3 separate regions of the Mus musculus genome follow, and regions 2 and 3 are each linked to region 1. Evidence: chromatin contacts called from public HiChIP or PLAC-seq and promoter capture Hi-C data. All regions are on one chromosome and are shown on one strand. Each heading gives the region's core, a stretch centred on a gene start, on an enhancer-like site or on the middle of the called end of the contact. The rest is flanking DNA. Distances are from core to core; before and after follow the strand shown. Region 1 holds the start of Dennd4a (DENN/MADD domain containing 4A). Region 2 holds the start of Igdcc4 (immunoglobulin superfamily, DCC subclass, member 4). Region 3 holds the start of Igdcc3 (immunoglobulin superfamily, DCC subclass, member 3).

Region 1 (2,931 bases), core at 42-2,541:
GTGGGGATCAACAATGGTATTATTTAATAATTTTCAGTGAAATTAGTGTATTTTTATCTACACAATATAATGTGATGCCCACACATTTTTTAAACAATTTGAACTATATTTGGTGAACTCAGTGTTGAAGAGACTCAAACTTAGATTTAAAAAAAAAAAAACAAACCCTCTCAATCAGGTTCTCTGGTCCATATGTTGTCTAGAATATAAATATAGATGCCATTCTTCAAGTACCACTCACTGTTCCCAGCTGCTTTGTTCCCTACTTGCCATTCAGTGGCTTCGGCCTGCAGTTAGAATTAAGGATAGTCTTGTATTTCTAGGCCCTATACAACGGAGCTCTCAACTCCCTCTCTAATCTAATGGAAGGCTTCTCCAGGCAAAATACATTTCTCATCAACACAGATTCCTCGCAGTTCTAAAAGCCAAGCTCCTCCCTATTGCAGGTTCTCTGCATGATCTTTTTGCTTTACTCAATTCTCTGGGGCCTTTCTTCCATTACTGGCTTCTTCCTGCACTTCAGAGAGGCACAGCCTTGATCACTCTGGTTTCAAAAACCACCCTGTTATCTGCTACCTAGAATTCTTCCTAGAACTTTTATGTTTCTTCTCCAAGCATTAAATATATTTGGTTGTTGTTGTTGTTGTTGTTGTTGTTGAGCTTCTCCCACTAGACCTCAACTCCCTCAAAGCAGACCTTTTCTGGTTCCCTGACTGTTGTGTGTCAGCCCTGCTGGGTTTTCCAACAATATTGTCTGGATGAATGAGTCCAAGAGAAGGAGTGGAGGTATAAAATAAAACTGTAATCTCGGTTGGCAATAAAGATGAAGCCTGTTTTGCATAGATTAACTTCAACCTAGAGGAATTTTTTTTTAAAAGGTCCTATTTCTTCCTTCATTTGTTCATAGAATTCCAGCTAACATTATTCAATACTTTTTAGGCATACACTTTACATTTCTGAGTAACTCTGTAGAGGTAATCAACCTTTATTATCCACATTTTTCAAAGGCATCTTGCCAATAGCCATTAACAGTAGACCTGCAGTCTAGTTTAAGTAGGCCATATCCAATTAATCAATGTAATGGACACCCTTTCAATCAACAATAGCTGTTTTATCAACGCGCTTTTCAGAGAACCCCTCTGAATTCCCCCTTTTCCCTGACCTCTGTCTCGGGACTGAAAGCTACTGGTGGTTGCTAACCGCTTAGGGGGTTTTCTGCAGAATACCAGTGACTTTGGTGGGCGGATCTCAGCTCAGACCACTGCACCAAGCAGCAGTGCCGGGAAGGAAGAAGCAGGTCTGTTGGCCATAGCTGGATGCTTGTGAAAGAGGAAGGTACAGTGCGCCTTGTTCTTACTCGCCAGGGGCTCGGAATCTCCCAACCTGAAGGGGAACCACGACGCGTTTCCCCAGCTACACTCGCCGTCACCAGCCAGCCCGGCCCCACCCCGCCCACAGCCCCACCCAGCGGCCCGCCCACTTGCGGGACCCTTGTTAGTCCCCTCCCCCCACGACCCACCCCCTAGCTCGGCCCATTCCTGCCCCTCGGGTCAGATTCGGCCTGTGATTGGTTTTTGTTGCCATAGTCCCCGCCCCCATGTCTTTACCGTCACTCCCAAGATGGCGCCGGCCGCGGCGGGTTCGGCGGCTGGTGCTGAGGAAGGAGGCGGAGGCTTTGGCGACCGCGCGGGGAGGGGGAGTCCCGTCTGACTGAGACGGCTGGGCGGAGCGCCGGGCCGGGAGATGAGCTAAGCTGGCTGCAAGCGCCGCGACATTCAGCCCCCTCGTGTCCCGCCCGCCGCGCATGAGGGGATCAGACTCTGCATCTCAGGCTCTTCCCGGTGCTCGCGCGGGGGCCGGCGGGGAGGTGAGTGGCGGGGGCGGCGGCGTGGGCATCGGTGGCATAGGGAGCTGTCACGGCCCTGAGGAGGTGACTGGCAGGGGGACGCCGAGCCGGGTGATAGGACTTGGAGGGCCGCTAGGCGCGGGCAGCTGCTAGGAGGGGCTCTGGCCGTCCCGGAGGATGGCGAGATGCTGTCGATGGCGTTCGCGCGCCTCCGTGTGGGAACGAGCGCGGGACACCGGGGGGGTCCCTCCGGACTGGCCATTTGGTGCTGGCCTGGGGCTGTTGTTGTTGGGGTGATGGGGCGGGGGCGGACGGTGGGGAGGTCCTGAAGCTGGGATTTTGACAAGCTCGTTACGTAAGGTTGCTTCCCGGAATCCCACCTGCTCTGGGTTTCAAACCCGCGGCGGGGGCTGCTTTCCCGCGGCTGTTCAGTCCAGATGCCGGGGCCCGGCTGGGGCTCAGGTTCCACGTGAGCCCGGCCAGCGTCCAAGTTGACCAGTGTGTGTGTGTGTGTGTGTGTGTGTGTGTGTGTGTGTGTGTGTGTGTGTGTCTGTGCACACGCGCGCGCAATTCTTGGTCATCACCACTCCTTTTGAAGTTTATCTCTTTCTAGAGGGGAAAGACGAAGGAGGGGGCAGGGGGAGAAGGGGCAAAAAAGCTTGTGACCTAGAATTGGGTCGCAGCGACATCTCTTTTATGGTGCTTTTAAATGACAGGACGTAAAGGGAAACTTGGATGTTGCTGCTCCAGTGTGCTTTTCCTTCAGACGAATGGTTGGCCTCAGAGCGGTAGAGACGGTTTTTATTTGTCTTATAGGACAGTTATTTCTTGTTTGCAAAACAGGACAGGCATCAGTCAACAGGCTTGTATTTATCTGAGGGGAAAGTGGGTGTCAGCCAGCCAGAGAGACATGGGAGGGCAGGAATTGTGTCACTCTGTGAGTATATTGTTCTTTTAAGTGTGTTAGATATGAATGAAAAGGGTAGCCCAAAAGTAAAATAAACAATATTACATTATCACAAGATTATCTTTAGTGTATATACAGCCTTAATCTGTTTTCTGCCCACCCATTGTACCTCCTCTTT
Region 2 (2,700 bases), core at 166-2,665, 290 kb after region 1:
CTCCCCAAAAGGGATAGAACTTACTGGCAGCATGTGAGCCGGAATGGAAATGATTCTAAATCATGGGGATGCCAATGGATACAAGAAAAGGAAGAATGTAGCATTTTTCCTTTAAAAAAAAATTTTTTTTTATGTGTATGTGTGTACTTGCATGAGTTTATGTGCACCATGTGCAGGAAAGTGCCTACAAAGCCCAGAAGAGGGCATCAGATTCATTGGAAATGGAATTACAGATGGTTATGGCTGTCATATGGGTGCTGGGAGCAGAACCCAGGTCCTTTGTTAGGGCAGGAAGCACTCTAGCCACTGGGCCACCTCTCTAGCCTCAAAATCCGGATATATATATATAATTTTTATTTATTTTAAATTGTATCTAATTGTGTGTCTGCTTGTAGGTGCAGATGCCACAGAGCCCAGTGGTATCAGACCTCCTGGAGCTAGAGTTACAGACTGATGTGAGTCGCCTGGGTGGGTACCGGAACCAAATCTAGGTCCTCTGCAAATGCAATAAGCACTCTAACCGCTGAGCCATCTCTCCCATCACAAACGCATCATTTTAAATAGACGTTTAGTATGTTTTTCTCTCCCCAACCCAACCTGACATTTGATTCCCCCAGCTTTAGACACACTGAGGCAACTAACCTGGCCAGCTCAGTTGGAAAAGAGGCAGTTCTGAAAAAGAGAGTGGACCGGTGGAGGCTCAACACCATTAGCAGGCCCTGCACCTGCTGCTTTAAGCCTCCTGTCCTTAGGGAGTCCCCACTACAAACCCAAATATTCCCAGTATGCAGGTATGTAAAATGGTGGTAAGCAAGTCTTCGTTGTCCCTCACAGAGGTGGAACACAGTACAGACTGGGTTGGCTACTGAGGAGGAAGGAAGGAAGCCAAGAGAATCCCTCAGCTTGGCATGGAAGAGGTAGCGGGGACAAGGAATTGTAGTGTCCTCAGAGAGTCTGTTGGTGCAGCCTGTGGAGAGGCTAAACAGGATTCAGGTCAGGCTGTGAGTTGGAAAAGGACAGGTCTCAGTGAACTGAGCCTGGAACAGAGGTGGAGGCGACCCTGAAGGTAGAGTCATGGTAGGGTTAGGGAACAGAGATCCAGAGGCTCAGGTAAAAAGATGAACAGAAAGGAGCCTGAGGTGACCCGAGGAGCGGGAGGCTCCCGCGTGCTGAGTGAGCCGCAGGAGCAGGCTGGTGGCGCGCGGGCGCGTGTCCCCTGTGGTGCAGGGTGGCCACACTGGCGGGGCGCCCCCGCGTGGGCCGCTAGCCCAAGATGGCGATGGAGGGGCGGGCGAGCTGGCCGCGGCCCCGGCCCCCGCGCCGGCCCCCGCTCGGGCCCCGGCCCCGGAGGCCGCGCCCCCGCCCGCGGCGCCGCGCCTCCCGGAGCCACTGACGCCCGGCGCGCCCTCCCCCGGCGGCGGCCCAGGCGCCCGGACGCGGCGGCAGCGGCCCGAGCCCGGCCCTATGGCGCGGGCGGACACGGGCCGCGGGCTCCTGGTGCTGACCTTCTGCCTGCTGTCCGCGCGCGGTAAGGGCCCGGGTGGCCGCAGTCGCGAGTGGGCGTCCCCGGCGCCCGCGATGCTTGCGCGCCGGGGGCTGTGGGGACTTGCCCCCAGGGGGTGTGTGTCCTTGCTGTGCACAGCCTGGCACCGTGCGTGTCCCCCTGCGCGTGGCCCTTGTGCATGTGAGGTTTGCATGTGTGTGTCCTGCGGGGGTGGGGGTGTCCTGCGGGGGAACGTGTCCACAGCGCGTGCCTAAGGCGCCGGGTAGCATCGCCAGCGCGCGGGTGGCTGCAAGCGGGACATGATTCTGCCCTGCCCGCAAGCGTCTCGCGGTCGCGAGTGTGCCTGAGAGAGCGGGCGGGGAGGGAGTGTACACTTACACCTCCATTTGTGTCGGGTGCGTGTGTAACTGGATGGGACTGAGCTAATATTTGGCCTTGGCTTTTGGGGAGTGTCCTTGCTCTTGATGGGGGCGGCGGTGAGAAAAACCACACTCAACTTTGCCCAATGGGTGTGGCCCCTGGGGCCAGCTAGGGAGGTTGGGGGAATGTGGAGGTGTTGTGGACCCAAACCCAGGGTTCGGAGTGGGGCTGGGGGAAGGGCAGGAAACCAGTTGCTTTGCCGAACGCGTCCAACACTCGCTCTCTGGATGGGACGCGTGTCACTCCTGCCCCACCCCCAAGGGCGGACCAGGGAAGCGTGGACGAGATCAGCAAGGCCCCCTCCAGTGCCCAGGTCCTAGTGTTGGGTAGGGTCAAGGGTAAGGATCACAACTGTCCACACCAAAGAAAGGACTGGGGGCGGGGGGAGACGAAGTGTCCAAGTGTGTATGCCAAAGCTGTTTTTACCACCCCCGGCCCTCTCACTCTCAGTGGGGTGTGCGTTTGGGGGACAGCCCAAAGGAGGTTAGGTGGTAGGGCCTGGAGGGGGATGGGCTGCCCGCTTTGTTCGATTACTTCTTGCCTTCCCTGCCGAGGGGGGAGTTAAGGATGTGTCCGGGGCGAGTCGGGGAGGGACTTGGCAGTGGGGGTGGGGAGGGGGATTTTTCTCCAGCTGCTGCGGCTTTCCAGAGAGACTGGGCCAGGCCACGTGGGAGGGAGACAGGGAGGGAGGCGGGGGGTGGTGGAAAGGAGCCTCCGCTGGGCCAACCCCAGGCCCATCTCCAGGAAAACAGCGGGTGGGAGAGTGCTGGAAACAG
Region 3 (2,837 bases), core at 48-2,547, 330 kb after region 1:
TTATCTATTTACTCTGTGTGAGTGTGTGTGTGTGTGTGTGTGTGTGTGTGTGTGTGTGTGTGTCTATGTGTGTATGTTTGTACATGTGCCATGGTGCAAGTGTGGCTCGCTGTCAGAGAATAATTTCCTATGGGTGTCATTTTCTTTTTCAACCATGTAGGTTCCAGGGATGCTGGTGAGTCAGGCTTGGCTGCAGGTTCCTTTCCCTGCTGAACCAAGCCTTCTTTACTTACCTGCATGAAAGCATGGTGCCAAATACTTGTACTCCTCGAACTTGGAAGGTGGAGACAGGAGGATTAAACAATCCAAGATCACCCACTACTACAAAGTGGATTCAAGGCCACCCTGGGCTAGGAGAGGTGAGAAGCCATTACACTCTTGCCTCCAAATGCTGCCAGAGACAGACACTGCTACCAGGGTTAAGTGGGTGCTCTGTAATTTTGATGGACTCCCCCATCAAGTTGGACCCCAACATATGTCTGCATACAGTAGTAAAAAGACAAGACTCAACATCAACTTGGACAGCACATATATGTCTCTCTGAAGAGCTGTCTTCCCATATGTGAGACATCAGATACGATAGCAAAGAGAAGTTGCTGGCGACTGTACCTTCCAGTGTGCTGACCCAGCTACAGGTCATTTACCTGGACCCTTGCTCTTAAAGATCCGCAAAGTTGAGGGAATATAGTGTTGTCTTCAGGTTTCAGACCAACTCAGTGAGAATGACTGGGCTGGACAGCAGGCAGAACTGGGAGGGATCTCGGGTTTCTATGGGGCTCTTATGTTAGGGGTGCTCTTCTCACCTACGGGAGTGCCCTAACTTAGCCTTGAGAAGCCAGTCTTGAAGCTACACAACTCATCCCTTGAATAGGACAAGGAACCTAGAGGATACCGAATGTCTAACAACTTTGAGCAGTTTTAAGGGAATTGTCTTTAAAAACACAGAGTTGGGTATAGTGGAAGAGACACCGCTGAGAAAGTGGGGGGACGCAAACACCTCAGTTTTGCGTGTTTTTCCGCAGCTGGGACCCTCTCTCACAGTCTTCACGTTCCCAGATCCTCAAGTCCGGACGGACCACGAGGAGCGGATACCTTACTGCAGTCCGGGTCGGCGCGGCAGCTCCCGCTGCAGTTCAAAGCGCAGGGGGCGCGTCCGCTGCGCAGCCGGGAATGTCCGGCCGCTTAAAGCGCTCGCCGGCTCTTTTGTTCCCCAGACCCGGCCTCCAGGGAGAGGGGGCTGGGGGAGGGGAGGAGAGGGGGGCGGCGGGCAGAGGAGGAGGGCGGTGCGGGCGCGGGCGGAGTGCGGAGCGCGCACCCCGGGCGCGGCTGACAGATCGCCGCGGTGGGTGCAAGATGGCGCAAGCGGCGCTCTCCGTGATACCCGATCCCCGCTAAGGCCGGCATGCGGCCCCAGCCTCCCGCCGCCCGGGCTCGGCCCCGGCCCGAGCCCCGGCCCCGGCTCCGGCGCCGGCCCCGCGGGACGCTGTGAGCCCGTGAGACCCCAACCACCCCCCTGAGTAGCGCCGTGCGTCGCCGAGCCCAGCGGACCGAGAGACCGATGGCTGAGCCGCGCACCGCGTCCCCGCGCCGCCTGCCCGCGCTGCGCCGGCCCGGGTTTCTGCCGCCGTTGCTGCCGCCGCCGCCGCCGCCGCTGCTGTTGCTGCTGCTGCTGTTGCCGCTGCCTGCGCCAAGCCTGGGTGAGCCTCAGGACCCAGGCGAGAGGGGCGGACCCCGGGACACTGCGGGAACCTGCGCTAGGAGCGCGTGCTGGAGGGACCTGGCGGGACAGCGCGCTGCGGGCACGGGGAAACCCACTCCGGCAGGGCTGCCGGTAGTTTGAAGGACTGCAGGGGTTCGGCGGGAGAACCCCGGGAGAGGGCCGGGGCTCGGTTTTCTACGCCTTCGGGGCTCAGGATAGGTTCAGGGCAGGATGCCGATTCTGGGCAGAGGAACTGGGAGCGGAGCAAAGCGGGAGTTGGGAAGGCAAGCTGGCAGTGCGGAGTGGAGGAAACAAGCCCGAGGAGAAAGAGCGGAGGAGTCCCAACAGAGGAAGGCGAGCCCGGGTGCACAGAGCTCGGCTGGGGACCCTGAGTAGCCCGAGGCGAACGAAGCCGGAAGCGACAGATCGGGGTCGGGGTCCGGGACTCTACTGCACTGGGCTGAGAAGGCATCCCCCAGGGTTTAGAGCTGGGACTGGGTTCGGGGGTATCCGACGAACAGGAAGGAAAGATTCCTGGTGGACTGAGTGGGCGATCCTGCCAAGGGCTGGGAGAGCTGGAGGAAAGGGTCGCCCAGGGCAAGCGCCTACCAGCGGTGCTGCCCAGGGCCCCGCCCTTCCCCGAGGGAGCTCTCTAGGAGTCCCTGCCCTGGGTTCTCCCGGCTACCCGTCGCTTCCTCCCGGGCTGTAAAAGATTCATCTCAGCAAAGAAGGATGTGGATCTAAGCCCTCCGCTGTCTCAAGTCCTTCGCAGACACACATTTGGATTATTCTTTCCTTCCCTTCCTTCCTAAAAAGCAAAATATTGCATCTGCACCCGAGAGAAACTTTATCCCCGATAGCTATAGCGGGGTTGGATTGGGGGAAGAGGCGGCTCAGACTTAGGATATGTGAAGGATGTAAAGGATTTGAACGACTGTGATCCTCAAGTGTCTTAAACTGTCCTTATGCTACAGAGAAGGCAATGCCTAGACCCTCCACCCCACTAGGTCTCACCCAGCAGGGAGGGGCTTGAGTCTGCGAGGGAGGAGCCGGGTCCAGGGTCACTAGTTCCCTGGAAATGTGTGGTGGGGGCTCGGTGCCCGCCCCTTTAGACCAAGAGGGCTTGTTTCTCTTGGAG

The links. Promoter capture Hi-C pulls out the DNA fragments that hold promoters and counts their contacts. HiChIP or PLAC-seq counts read pairs in DNA pulled down with a chosen protein or histone mark.
Region 2: a contact with region 1 is called in a promoter capture Hi-C map of liver, with 2.8 times the contacts expected there. The contact joins the promoter of Igdcc4 here to the promoter of Dennd4a in region 1. A contact is called at or near these places in 1 of 39 promoter capture datasets (liver) and 1 of 484 Hi-C or Micro-C datasets (embryonic stem cells).
Region 3: a contact with region 1 is called in an H3K4me3 HiChIP or PLAC-seq map of embryonic stem cells, with 11 read pairs. The contact joins the promoter of Igdcc3 here to the promoter of Dennd4a in region 1. A contact is called at or near these places in 2 of 39 promoter capture datasets (embryonic stem cells and stem cell-derived epiblast-like cells) and 1 of 115 datasets of contacts at active chromatin or transcription factors (embryonic stem cells).

The regions. Positions count from the first base shown.
Region 1 is chr9:64,809,720-64,812,650 of GRCm38.p6, forward strand. It overlaps Dennd4a (DENN/MADD domain containing 4A), which reads left to right and starts at 1,292. Exons shown (of 35, transcript NM_001162917.1): 1 at 1,292-1,301; 2 at 1,621-1,867. Gm36459 (a long non-coding RNA gene) reads right to left here and starts at 1,696. Exons shown (of 3, transcript XR_379559.2): 1 at 1,608-1,696; 2 at 1,227-1,383.
Region 2 is chr9:65,100,071-65,102,770 of GRCm38.p6, forward strand. It overlaps Igdcc4 (immunoglobulin superfamily, DCC subclass, member 4), which reads left to right and starts at 1,416. Exons shown (of 20, transcript NM_020043.3): 1 at 1,416-1,528. The coding sequence starts at 1,465.
Region 3 is chr9:65,139,857-65,142,693 of GRCm38.p6, forward strand. Igdcc3 (immunoglobulin superfamily, DCC subclass, member 3) reads left to right here and starts at 1,298. Exons shown (of 14, transcript NM_001357257.1): 1 at 1,298-1,697. The coding sequence starts at 1,559.